Regions from separate parts of the Mus musculus genome. Here all the other regions are linked to region 2. A link is a contact called in public Hi-C and HiChIP or PLAC-seq data. All regions are on one chromosome and are shown on one strand. Each heading gives the region's core, a stretch centred on a gene start, on an enhancer-like site or on the middle of the called end of the contact. The rest is flanking DNA. Distances are from core to core; before and after follow the strand shown. Region 1 overlaps Gm12216 (predicted gene 12216). Region 2 overlaps Rad50 (RAD50 double strand break repair protein). Region 3 holds the start of Shroom1 (shroom family member 1). Region 4 holds the start of Uqcrq (ubiquinol-cytochrome c reductase, complex III subunit VII).

The links. A called contact is a pair of places that touch in the nucleus more often than the background predicts. HiChIP or PLAC-seq counts read pairs in DNA pulled down with a chosen protein or histone mark.
Region 1: a contact with region 2 is called in a BATF HiChIP or PLAC-seq map of CD8 T cells, with 6 read pairs. The contact joins two enhancer-like sites.
Region 3: a contact with region 2 is called in a Hi-C map of bone marrow-derived macrophages, with 43 read pairs. The contact joins the promoter of Shroom1 here to the enhancer-like site in region 2. A contact is called at or near these places in 11 of 39 promoter capture datasets (the 3T3-L1 cell line, 3T3-L1-derived adipocytes, the C10 cell line and 7 more), 1 of 15 datasets of contacts at CTCF or cohesin (large pre-B cells), 5 of 484 Hi-C or Micro-C datasets (the G1E-ER4 cell line, the HPC-5 cell line, LSK cells and 1 more), 20 of 115 datasets of contacts at active chromatin or transcription factors (the NIH/3T3 cell line, bone marrow-derived macrophages, craniofacial prominence and 12 more) and 3 of 9 other capture datasets (adipose tissue, liver and pancreatic islet).
Region 4: a contact with region 2 is called in a BATF HiChIP or PLAC-seq map of CD8 T cells, with 9 read pairs. The contact joins the promoter of Uqcrq here to the enhancer-like site in region 2. A contact is called at or near these places in 1 of 484 Hi-C or Micro-C datasets (erythroblasts), 8 of 115 datasets of contacts at active chromatin or transcription factors (the 230-238 cell line, CD8 T cells, the SCID.adh cell line and 4 more) and 3 of 9 other capture datasets (adipose tissue, liver and pancreatic islet).

Annotation. Positions count from the first base shown.
Region 1 is chr11:53,793,569-53,797,012 of GRCm38.p6, forward strand. All of the region lies in intron 3 of Gm12216 (predicted gene 12216), which reads right to left. Among named protein-coding and RNA genes, the nearest start is that of Irf1, 25 kb to the left of the region's middle. Within about 2 kb of position 1,818, at least 255 of the 459 cell types and tissues checked have an H3K27ac peak or open chromatin away from gene starts, as enhancers often do. A contact at or near this core is called in CD8 T cells, where this site is marked.
Region 2 is chr11:53,653,848-53,656,967 of GRCm38.p6, forward strand. Rad50 (RAD50 double strand break repair protein) reads right to left here. Exons shown (of 25, transcript NM_009012.2): 22 at 1,686-1,771; 23 at 1,030-1,172. Among named protein-coding and RNA genes, the nearest start is that of Il13, 21 kb to the left of the region's middle. Within about 2 kb of position 1,429, at least 51 of the 459 cell types and tissues checked have an H3K27ac peak or open chromatin away from gene starts, as enhancers often do. A contact at or near this core is called in CD8 T cells, the G1E-ER4 cell line, the HPC-7 cell line and 3 more, where this site is marked.
Region 3 is chr11:53,455,585-53,458,771 of GRCm38.p6, forward strand. It overlaps Shroom1 (shroom family member 1), which reads left to right and starts at 1,621. Exons shown (of 8, transcript NM_027917.3): 1 at 1,621-1,757.
Region 4 is chr11:53,429,077-53,432,224 of GRCm38.p6, forward strand. Uqcrq (ubiquinol-cytochrome c reductase, complex III subunit VII) reads right to left here and starts at 1,755. Exons shown (of 2, transcript NM_025352.3): 1 at 1,460-1,755; 2 at 1-74. The coding sequence starts at 1,613. It also overlaps a transcript of Gdf9 not described here.

The DNA of each region.
Region 1 (3,444 bases), core at 568-3,067, 140 kb after region 2:
TATTTATTTATTTTTGTCAGGGTGTAGGAGATTGTGCCATGGCATATACATGTGGAGATCAGAGGACAGGTGGAAGTCAGTTCTCTTCTCCTCCCGTGTAGGTACCAGCTATAGAATTTATCATCAGGCTTGGTGGCTGATGCCTTTAATCAGTGCTATCTCACTGCCTCTCCCAAATATATATATATAAAGTTTTTATTTGTGTGTGTGCGTGCGCGCACGCACACGTGCATGCATGTACATGTGCGTGTATCCACAGAGGCCACAAGAGAAGTTACAAGCAGTTGTGGATGTTGGGAAGGAACTTGCGTCCTCTGCAAGAGCAGCAAGTGCTTCCTAGCACTGAGCCAGGCCTCAGCCTCTTCAGTTTTACTTTTGGTCTAGAAAGTGGTCCTTAGGGAGGCGGTGCTCTAACCCCGCAGCAGCGCTGTCTGGGTAGAGGAGGAATGGCTGCTCTTTTACTTTGACTCTTTCCTTTCTGAACCCTTCGGCCTGGCCTGCCAGTCCTGTTTCCCCTGGCTCCCACAGGCTAGCACCTCTTTGGTGGCCTTCTGTCTGCTCCTCACACTGGTGGTGCAGTTGGGTGGGGGATGGGAAGAAGTCCAGAAGAGGAAGTGGAGACCAAATACCAGAGAGAGGCACAGCGGAATCTGGTTCCCAAACCTCAATGTTTGAGCAGCATACTCCTTGGAGGACCATGTGGGACCCTTGGGAGGCCTGTTGGGGGGATGCCCAGGTCACCCTGCTGAGGTATGTGTGTATGTATGTATATATATAGTCAGACAATCTACTGCTTGGCACCAGGTTCCCCAGGCATACGTCACATGTGCAGACTTCATCTTAATCCCCCTTATGTCAGAACGCTGAGTGGCTGAGCCAGAGACACTCGGTACAGTACAGTGGCCAACAGCATGGGATCTGGAGCTATCTAAATTGAGATTAAAGTGTGACTTATAACTTTGGGTCAGTCCTTACTTTCTTCAGCCTCGGTTTCTGTATAAAAGAGGGGTAACAGGGTTACTGATTCAAAGGCATCTCATATAGAAAGAGTCTAGCTCAGTGCCTGGCACAAAGGAAAATGAGCTGAACCAAAATGGTAACTACTGTGGAGTTCAGGCTGGAAGCCCGGGCAGGGGGTAGAGGGCCTGTCTCCGCAAGCTGGGCTCTGGCCACTGCACAGATGGTGTTGGTCAGTATCTGTGTGATGATTCAGGAGGTTTGGACTCTGAAACTCACAGGGCCGGCAGAGTTCCGCCCCGCCCCACCCCACCCCCGCTTGTCCACCTTTGTTCATAACACGGTCCCTTTCTGCGGTGCTCTGAAGGGCAATGATTTCAGGCAGAGGAACCTCTGTGCATGTGGAAACAGCAGCCCGCCTCTCATGGCAGCCGCGGCAGCCAATGGGCAGTGAAGACTGTTGCTAGGGTCACTGTGAACCTTATTTGGTGACACGGGGCTGACCGTGCGTTCACCTCTGAGAACCCTGAGAAACACCAACCACAGCTCAGCACTATGAACGTCTCAAAACCACAGCTGCATTTCCTCCAAGAGAAGACTCGACTCTCCCCCTTCCTGTCTCCCTGGACCATCAAGACCGTGGCACTCAGTCGCAAGACAGAAGAGCCTGCTGCAGACTAATGTCGAGCAGGCTTAGTGGCAAGAAGGCAGACACTAGCCCGTGGCAGCTCAGAAGTCCGGACCCAGAGAGGACCAATCTTCCATCCTCAAACATGGCAGCTGCACCGTCTATGCCCCACTCCCCTACTCCCGCACTCCCCCCACAAACACACCCAAAAGGTCTGCTCCTTGCCTCACTTCCTGCAGCCCTGGGAAGCCTGCTGGTGAGACAGAGACAGGCAGAGGCAGGCAGGGAGGGAGGAAGTGGGCTGCCCCTGGGCCCTCACCATCTGCACTGGCCACATCGTCTTCAGCCCAGGCCAGGCCACAGTTCAAACGGTTGGCAGTTTGAGTTTGTCACCTTCCTCTGCTAAGACTTCTAACTTCACATTAAATAAATGAAGCTATTGTCCTATCCTAGACAAACATTGGAAGGAAGATGAGGTGGCAGGCCCCTCATGTTTACCCTGCTCTGTGTGTTTGGGAGATGTATTCATAGTAATAACTGCTCTAAGCTAGGGTAACAACAGGGTACACACACACACACACACACACACACACACACACACACACACACGAAGGCACAATTTAATAAATTTTTTTTTTAAATCGCTCATTTCCCCAACCTTTTAGCTCCTACGTGACGCAATGAAAATGGCTTTTCTTCTGGTCCTTCTGGAGTCAAGTGTCCTTGTGTCTGTGGAATGGGCTACGTGACGTCCAGCTGTTTAGATAAGGGGGCAGAGACAGAGCTATGTTGAATGTGCCACAGGAGGTTTAACCACATGACCAATCCCCACCCCCAACCTAGAATCCTGTAGATACTGGAGACAGTCCAAGTATTCCATGACCTGGGGCTAGAGACTGGAAACTGCAGACTCGGGGTATCTGTCACCACCACAGCGTCACATGAAGGTCTGGGAAGACTTGTAGACACCAGAGCCCCTGAGGCAATAGTAGTCTTGAGGGAGCATCATAAGGACTCCACACTGAGTGTGTACTTGGCAGCACGGGGACGTAACATAAGCCTCACAGACAAAGTCTAAGCCGCAAAGGAGTGCAGTTCACTGAAAGAGGCAGATGCTGGGTATGTTAGCATATAGCTAGCTAGCAAAGGCAAGGTAAAGAGAAGGTGCAGTTTAGTTTCAAGCGGCCTTAACCTAAGGGATGTATGTGTAGGGCTGGAGGGATCTGAGCAGCTCTTCCCGGAGGAGGAGACATTTCAGATGAGATGAAGGGTAGGGTGGAGTCAGCAGGTCAATTTGTAGCTCTTTTGCGCTGAATTCTCTCCTGTATCCTAATTTTGTCAGGAAATCTGTTATCTGTCTGAAGGCTGACCTGCTGGATTACCCAGGCTGCCATCGTGTGTGTACCCTGGAACTCGTGTGTATCTGTAGAGGTGGAGTTAGAGGAGCTGAGCCCAGGATTCCTGATCTTTGACCCCCAGTTAGATTGTGTGAGTGCCTCCTGGCTCATGGGGACATCCAGGCAGGCGGTGGGAGTGAAGGCAGCCCCACTCCCACCCCAGGCAGTGTTGGAAATGGCACACGAAGCCACGTTATGGATTGACAACCCAGCCACCCTCACTGAGCATGCGCCTTTCTCCCTTGGGAACTCTTCCTTGTGGAAGAGAGCCTGGCGCCCTGCAGGATGTGAGGCTTTGATTTTTCCAGTTTCATTTTCCAGTTTCAATTCAGAAGCTGTTCTGCCAGCTTTCTGCTTGCCTTGGTCCCCAGGGCTCTGGAGAAGCTGCCAAGAGGAAGCCGTCCAGCCAGCACCCTGCTCCCGGGGGGTTCCCTGAGGGCAGGCAGGGGCAGAACTCTGTAG
Region 2 (3,120 bases), core at 179-2,678:
GCTTTAGCCTTATTGAGACATCATTTCTCATCCTGACTTCCCCTGTACTCCAAACCTACATACTACCCCTCCTCCAGGAGCTTCATGTAGTGCCACTGTGTCTTATTTAAGTGGTAAGGGGCAGAAAGTCCCTATGATACCAAAGCTCTGACAGCAGATCTCTCTATTCAATGGTCTGAGGCCCAGCCCAAAGCTGTGCTGGGGAAATGGAGCTTAAGGCCCATGCAGGGGCTATATTCTCAGTGACACAGATTAGAATGTCTCCTAGTTTGCTGTGTTGTTTGTTCATCTGAATATGGCCCTCTGTAGCCCAGGCTGGGCTCACTCACTCTGTAGCCCAGGCTAACTGTGAACTTCTCTCTTGTCTCTACTTCCATGTGCTGGGATTATAGCCAAGTTTAGAGAGTGGTGGGGTCAACCCAAAGCCTGATCATGCTGGTCAAGCACTCTACCAACTTAGGCACGTCCTTCCCCCTACTAGTGTTATTTATGATTGGCAGTATAATTACTATTACTTCTGAGGTTCTGAGATGTTCCTGCCCATTGTTATACCAGAATGCATCTTTGGGGCCCATGAAACAGTGACTTTACTTTGAGGAATGCTGTGAAGTGAAAATGGGTTTGAGTAACTTTGACTCTTTTCCTTTTAAATATATTTATGTATGAGTGTTCGTCTTCCTGTATGACTGCATGACAGAAGAGGGGATCAGAGTCCATTGTAGAAGGTTGTGAACCACCATGTGGTTGCTAGGAATTGAACTTAGGACCTCTAAGAAAGGACAACCAGTGGTCTTAACCACTGAGCCATCTCTCCAGTCCCTTGACCCTTTTTTCTTAAAAGTGATCTTCAGAGGGCTACAGGGCATGTTGGCTGGCACCAGGATGGTGCACTGATGGTAGCCATGTCTGTCTCACAAGGTGGCCAGGAAGCTGTAGGAGCTTCTCGTTCATGTAATGGTCCTCTAAGACTTCTGTGACATCAGGGCCATCTTCCAGGCTAAGATGGCTCCCTAGATTGCTGATACCTGCCTTCTGTCCAGCACTGCATCGTCCACGCATGTCCAAGGCTGTGTCCCCCTTCAGCATCACCACTCGGTAGTTGTAATTTCGCCTTTTATCAGAAGCCGATACATTTTCATCAGCATCAGATCGAATTTCTATGTATTCAATATCTGAGACAGTAAGCAGAGTAATTTAGAGAACCTACACTACACCTTTGTCACTTAAACACATCGTCATAGAAGCCTGGGACGACAGTGAGTCTGATGTCCTTAGGAGCACTGGCTGCCTTGCAAACTCTCTGGCCAGGAAGACTCAGATCATGTGGTCTGCCCAGATGCAGCCTGGATGGCCCACCCCCGCCTGGGCCCAGCTCTTTTCTAAGAGTTTCCTTTGGGTACTTTTCTTATCACACTTGGGCCTATCCCTATCTGCGCTTTCACAGAACCCATTATGTCATCAGCTAAATGTGTCTGCTGCAGCCAATATGAGTCGTACAGGGCTTTGGAAGAGAAACTGCATTTTCATTTTGTTGTAAGATGTTGCAAAGATAAGAATTCTTAGAAAACTCTCAAAGACTTGCTCAGGAAGGGGTTTGAGAAGGCAAAGCTGGCAACTAAGGTCATACAGGAGAGGCTGTGGGCAGAGCTTTGGAACAAGCATTTGAGACACACCATGTTAGTTACCTTGCCCACGATAGGTACTCCGCCAAAGATCACGAATAATTTTGTTGATTTCTTCCATTTTCATACTGTGAAATTTCATAATTGCTCTGGAAAAAGGAAGTCAGTTTTACTTAATACAATATGTACTATTTATATGAAAGACATAACTATGTAGTAGTATATGCTAAATTATATATGAATATGTATACTAATAATGATAATAATATCACTGCCCTAGTACTTTTTTTTTTAAAGATTTATTTATTTATTATATGTAAGTACACTGTAGCTGTCTTCACACACTCCAGAAGAGGGCGTCAGATCTTGTTAGGATGGTTGTGAGCCACCATGTGTTTGCTGGGATTTGAACTCAGGACCTTTGGAAGAGCAGTTGGTGCTCTTAACCGCAAAACCATCTCTCCAGACCCCTAGTACTTTTAATTAGAAAAGTAGACTATGGAAAGGTCTAGAAAAAAGTTAAACAGGACCAAGCAGTGCCATTTCCCTGGTATTGAGAACTGCCAGGCCCCAAGTTGTCACGCATCTCCGTCTTTTCCTCTGGCATCCAAGGACTTCTTAAAGTACTCAGAAGCTGCAAGGGTTGAGTGTGGTGGTACACACACATACACACCTTTAATCCTGCACTCAGGAGGCAGAGGCCAGCCTGGTCTACACAGTAAATTCCCTAAAGCTATACAGTGAAACCCTGTCTAAAAACAAATCCCCAGAACCTTTTAGAAAATAAATCTTTAACAGACTTCTTTCCTAGGCCCTAAGATCACAATGGAGAGGGATTGGGGGGCAGCCTCTCCAGAACTGGCAAGAGGCCTGTTGCGGGCAGACCTATGTGCTAAGGCTGAGGGTGTAGCTAGCCAGAGGTTCTTGTCGCAGAACAAAGTAAAGTCTCTGGAACTGCTGTCTGGCCATTCTAGAATTTTTATTTCTCTTTGAGACAAGGGTCTCTACAGGCTGTCCTCTAGATCAAGCTGGCCTTGAACTCAGAGATCCACCTGATTCTGATTCATGAGTGTTGGGACTAAAGGTGTGTGCCACCATGCACCGTGGCCAGTTTTTCTAGAATTGCTAAGGTTCATCAAAAGCCAGCCCCTTCTACCTTTTATTTTTTAGATCTGTGAATTTTACCAACCCGAAGGCATCTGTGGCTCAAAAGGAGGCCTTGACTTAGAAGCCTGACTCTCTCATCAGTCACCAGGGCTAGTACCAGTGTGCACTAACCTCCACAGGCCTACCCTTACTTCAATTCTCTTTTAAAGCAGTAGTCTCTAGACACTGAAAGAAGAAATGCTTGTGAAAGCCAAAGCTTCCTGTTAAACCTGAACACCATGCCTGCCCTAGCTACCTCAGCTCTCAGGAGACAGGACTAACAAAGTCACTCCAGTGGTAGGAAGGCAAGTTTCACAGCTATCACCATGCAAAGGATGTGCGCGGACTCCCT
Region 3 (3,187 bases), core at 371-2,870, 200 kb before region 2:
TCTGTCTCTGTCTCTTTCATTTGTATATGGTAGACTGGAGAGACAACTGAATGGTTAGGAACACTTGCTATCCCAATAGAGGATCTAGGTTTGGTTCCCAGCTTCCATGTGGCAGCTGTCTGAAACTCTAGATTCAGGCCAGCCTAGGCTATGTAAGGAGACTTACATAAAAATGAGAATCTAGATGTCTCTCCTCTTCTGTGGCTCTGTGCTTTCTGAGACTTGGGCAAGTTCTCCAGAGTCCTCAAATGGACAGACTTTTACAGAGTTGGAGTCACAGAGCTTGCTGACCATGAGACGAATGGGCAGTGGGGCAGTGGGCAAAGTGCTTGCCACTCAAACATGAGGAGCTGAGCTTGGGTCTGCAGTAGCTAAGGGAAAAGCTAGGTGCCACAGCTTACATTGTTACCCAGTGCAGGGGACATGTGGTGTGTGTGTGTGTGTGTGTGTGTGTGTGTGTGTGTGTGTGTGTGTGTGTGTAGGCAGACTCATGGAGTTGGCTGGCCAGCTAGTCTAGCCAAATTGATGACTTCTGTGTGAGACCTTGTTTCAAAAAATAAGGTGTAGAAATGATAGAATAAAATACCCAATAGTATCTGGGCAGTGTTGGCGCACACCTTTGATCCCAACACTTGGGAGGCAGAGACAGGCGGATTTCTGAGTTTGAGGCCAGCCTGGTCTACAAAGTAAGTTCCAGGATAGCCAGGGCTATACAGAGAAACCCTGTCTTGAAAAATCAAAAACGGAAAAAAAAAAAAAAAAGAAAAAGAAAAGAAAAGACCCAATCTCGAGAGGTACACATGCATACACCACACACACAGAGAATGAGGACCAGGTGGCACCGGTCATCTGAGCTGAAAAAAAGACTCCAGCACTCAGGATGTACAGACGGGAGTTTAGGAGTTCAAAGTCTTTACCAAAAGGTGAAGACCCCACTCCTAGTAGCAGATTCGAGCACATAAGTTCAGGGCTCCGTTCGGTGTGGGTCTGGTGGAGGGAGCTATGGGAAGCGAGGAGACAAAGACAGGAGAGGAGAGCCTGTGGAAAGAGTCCAGTAGGTGGCATGGTTTTGGAAATGTGGGTCTGAAGAGCAGAGTTGATCAGGTAGCCAGCCATCTAAAGCACACTCAGAGGGAGAGAGAGCATGAGGCAGGAACTCCAGGCACATCTGTTTTCATCGTGGAGTTTAAGAGAACCGGCCGGGAGAGATGGTCCAGTGGATAAATGTTCATGTCACCAAACCAGATCTTCACAGTTGGAATCTAGTACTCCACAGGGTGGAAGAAAAGTACCGACTTCTCCACAAGGGAGCTTCCCCCATTACTTACTTCCCAAATTATTAAGTAAATAAATAAATGTAATTTTTTTAAAGGTTAAAAGAAGAAGAAGAAAGGAAGGTGAGCCTTTGTTGCCTCCGGGAGGGTTTGACCTCCGCACTGAGGAGCCTGCTGGTCCATAAGTCTTGCCTGCGGATCCGGCAGTGCTTGGAGGATTTCGATCGCCCTCCGGCTCGAGTTCTCTGCGGTGGTTAGAGGTCCAGGGCCGGGGACTAGGGCCACGTACAGAATCGCAAGAGGAAGGGGCGCGGCTCCCGCAGCCCTGCCGCCACTCCAGACTCCGGCCCCTCCTCGGCCGGAGGTGGCGCCTCCCCTGCTGCGGCCGGAGACTGGAGGTGGCGTCGGGAGCTGGAGCCCAGGGCTCGGATGTCACTGAGGGATCGCCGGCGCCCTGAAGTGCGTCTCGGGCTGGAGCCACAGGTACGCAGCGGGACCGGGTGAGGGGACACACAGCGCGTGGTCCACAGATCTGCTTCCCAAAAGGGAGACAAGGACGGGAGGGTCGGGGCGGCGACAGCGGTGGCCGCGAAGCAGCCTGACTGACCGTCATTCTGTCTGGACCTTCCGACCCGGAGTCCAGACCGGCCGCGCCAGTGGAATCGGGCCCCTGCGCACCTTTACTCTCGGCCAGGCCTGGCAGGGGACAGAGCTGTCCAGGTGGCCCAGCTGTTGCAGGGACGCAATGTACACAGTGGCGTCCGTCTCAGGACCCTCTGTTCTTGAGCTTCGATTGCTGGAGAATCCGGGTCCCTCCCAATCCCCCGATCTTCCCGGACCGTGAACCCCACTGAAAAGGCCTAGAAATGCACTGATCAGAGGCCACCCGCTCTCCTAGTGTTCCAAGCGCCTCTTTCCTCACCTCTTTGTGTGGTTCTGCTGCCCCTTGTGGTCCCCAGGGCTTAGCTTTTGCCCTGGGGTATGTGCTGTACCCATGGCAGTGACCATCTTTACCTAGGTGTCATTCACCCTCTGCTTTTTCTACACCTCCTGGAACCTGCGTCTCACAGAGTCTGCCCAAGACCAGCAGAGACTGTATAACCAGCTACTATGTTGTAAAATAGATGTCTCACAGGGGTGCAATGTCACCCATAGCTTTGGAGACTAGAAAAGAGAACCAAGGAGTTTGCCTGAAAGCTCACCCATCAGACCTAGCCTGGAATGCTAGGATTTAAGATCTGAGCATTGAACCCTGAACCTCTGACTCTAAGGAGAGTCAGGGAGTGCAGTTAACAGCCCTCCAGGTACTGAGGGAAGGCTGGAGGCAAGGAAAGGCCTGCACAGGTCCTCACAGGAAGACAGATGGGAGGTGGCCCTTGAGAGGACTGTTTCATTCCCGATTAGCTCGGAGCTTGACTTTTCTCCAGTGCCTCTCCTGTTCCCTGACCTGGACTTACATGTGTTGCCTTGGTCTGGTTTTGCCCACTGAAAATTGTCTTTATCAAATTTCCCAACAAACCTTGCCTGAAGTCCCACGTCTGGTTGCTTGCCTGGGTCCACCTTCACTCGAGATTCAGCCCCCAGTGCCAGCTTCATCCTTCAGGTCTGGTGTTTCCACCCTCAAGAGCCCTAGTTCTGAGCCCCGAGCCCCCTTATTCCTTTGTCAGGTAACAAGTACCTTCCTCCACAGCCAGGATCCCAGCCTATTTTTCTAGCAGACTCTACTGCAATCCCCGCTCCGGGGACAAATGTCAAAATTCTGTGTTGTTTGTCCTGAGGCTCCAAGGCCCTGGTGGCACAGCAAGCCCTACAAAGGGCACAATATGGGAATCCTGCATGGACAGAGACCCCATGTAATAGCACCCCTTAGATAAGTTAGGGGCAATAAGAAAACAGATATATGTACGTGTTTA
Region 4 (3,148 bases), core at 505-3,004, 220 kb before region 2:
GGCTGGATTCTTCCTTTTCGACTGCTCAAACTCCTGGTTGCCCCATGTGTAGATCAGGTAGACCACTACAAACGCTGTAGGGATCAAGAGAGGAAGCCATGAGTACAGACATTTTAAAAAGTTTCTATTTTATTATTATTGTGTGTGTGGGGGGGGGAGGGGTTTACATGCATGTCTGATCATACATATGCATGTAGCTCCCTGGGGGCAAGAAGATGTTAGGTGCCCTGGAACTGGAGTTATATAGATGGCTGTGAGCCACCATGTGGGTGCTGGGAGGAACCACACTGGGTCATTTACATGAACAGGCACCTGTACCACAACCACCAGTGCCCCAGCTCTCTGGCTTTTTTTTTTTTTTTTCCTTTTTTGATATGGCCTCCTTGAGTGGACAGACAGACCTCAAACAAGAGATCCACCCACCTCTGTCAGTCCATGTCCTCCTTTCTGACTTTCAACCAATTCTGCCTGTCCTTCTACTGTCCCTAGCTTCAACTGTTTGTTTGGTTTTGGAGAAAGGGTTTCTTTCTCTGTGTAAGCCTGGCTGTCCATGAACTCAGGGATCTGCCTGCCTCTGCCTCCTAAGCACTGGGATTAAAGGCATGCGTGCGTGCTGTGGCTCAGGGCATACCGAGGTGACTAAGGGAGTAAGAGAATGGCAAATCCCTCAGGACTTAAGTCACAGATGATTGTAAGCCACCATATGGGTGCTAGGAATGGAATCTGGATCTTCTGAAAGAGCAGGAAAGATGTTGAACCATCCCCAGCCCTAAGTTTCTGTTGCTGTATTAAGACAAGCTCACAGTATAAGGCCCTTGCTGGTCTAGAACTCCCTCAAAACTACATAGATCCACCTGCTTCTGTCTCAGGATTGCTGGGGATTAAATGTAGACACCATTATGACCAGAAACTACTTTTAATAAGAGGTTCAAAATGGTTATAGTACACAACCATTTTATAAGCAACCAAAACAAAGATATCAGCCCAGGAAGATGTGGCCTTCGCTTTCCTAGTTAACACCAAATTAAAAAAAAAAAAATCACGGAATTTACCTAACATAATCTTCACCATTTTAAAAAGTACTGTTGTGCTGGCGCATGCCTACAATTCCAGCCAACAGTCCCGAGGAGAGGGCAGTAAAATCTCAAGTTTAAGGCCAGCCTGGCTTCTACAGCAAGATCGGGCCTCAACCTCTCCATCAAATTTAAGTGCACCTTCACGGATATTCACAATGCCATGAAACCGACAGCAAAATCGGCCGCACATCTAACACAAGACACTGATTGCATCAGCCTTTCATCACAGATAGTGGCCAGCGATGACCTCAGAGGGAGCCGTTGGAGTCACCCAAGTGACCTTAGGCCAGTCATTTCGATATGATAAGAACTCCTCCACGTCTGCCCCGCGAGGGCGTCGGAAGGAGAGGTGCGCGGCTGTACCCCGCCCGCCCCGCACTCACGCGGCGCCACGCGCAGGATGCGCTCGCGAGTGCGGCGCAGCACGTTGGGGATGCCTTTGCTGAAATAGCTTGGGAAGGCGCGCTGCTCAAAGGGCGACAAGCTGTAGGAGATCACGTGCCGTATCCGCGCCAGGTTCCCAAACTCGCGGCCCATGGTGACGGCGGCCCTGGGACAGAAGATAGACGCGTGGCTCAGTCTCGCGAAAAACCTCCCACGGCCTAACACCGACCCCCAGGATCGGTCACCTCTACCTCCAGAGCTCTGAGCCGGCTTTCGCCCGTCACTTCCGGGAGGAGCGGAAGCCGAGCCTAGAGAACGTGAAGTCATTTCCGGGAACTACCATTTTCTTTCGATCTCAAGGGGGAGACTCAAAAAAAAAATTGTCAGTTGACCTGAGTGGGCGTGGCCTGACCTTCGTGTAGCCGGAAAGGACCAGTACCAAGAGGGCTGGGCGGAGCTTAGAGGCGCTTCTAGCGACACGTGGGTGGGGCTTATAGAGGTGCTTGTGGGCTTACGGTAAGTAGTGAACGCACGGGAGAGGTTGATGTTGCCAAGGGGCGGGGCTTGAAGAGGAATGGTGGCTTGGTGGGAGGGGTGCCAAGCAAGTGGGCGGGGCTTATTAGCCACCCTGGGGATCTTAGGTGGATACGTCCGTAAGGTCCCCCGTCGAGAGGTGCACGGGGCGGGGCCTATAGGTGCATGGGGCGCGGATTAGGGTGATGGGCGTGGCTTAGGAGCACCTGGGTGTTCCAAGAGGCGGTCCTTTCCGCTCAGTACCAGGCCTTTGCATAACAGCCGGCAGCTGCTCAAAAATTAAAAAGAAAAAACAAAAAGACTTGTTCTCCTCGTTCTTCTGCTGTCCCTTACTCTCCACCAGGTATATGTGGTCCTCATAACCAAAAGGGCCTTCACTGACCACAGTACAAAATTAAGGACACGGATCTAGAGCTTTGGTACACACTGCCTAGCAAGCCACTGGCAGGCTGTAGACTTGTCCAAGATGTGACATAAACGTTTCTCCCAGTTCAGCCACGAACGAGTGTGGCAGTTGTCAGACGCACATAGTGGTGATGGGAGCCAAGGAGAAAGTGGTGGGTTTGGGCTGAGTGTGTCATCAAACCCAGACCCCACTCTCTAAGGAACTGTTATGTTTTCTCTAAAGTGCATTCATTCTCCTAGCTAATATTATCCTGTGGGACTCACCGCCCTTTCTCCTCCTCTCAGTGGCTGTAAATGGGTTAACTGGCTGTAAATAATCTGGCAATCAAACTGGGGCAGTTTGGCGGTGAGCTTCAGTTTTGCAAGAGTACTTCAGCCTTATCTATCTGGTGCTGGGCAAACTGATTTTTTTTTTATCCTGTGTCATTAGTGTGTTTTGACTTTCTCCCAAGAGATAGTCTCCTTCCAAGGGGTGCTAGATAGCCTTTCATGGTGCACCTGCACATTCTCCCCCCCACCTCCACCCTGCCCCCATTTTCCTTAAACATTATCTAGCTTGATCTCACCTCCAAGGCCGGGACACAAATACTTTAATCAAGGACTAAAACACTGTCCTGATTTCTGCCATCTGGGTGGTTGGTTAAAGAATAAATACGATGTCTATTTAATTGCATTTGCTGATGTCTCAAGATTTTTCAACCAAAGTATAGTCAAGTGAATTGTAGACCAAAACAAGGGCATCAGGATAT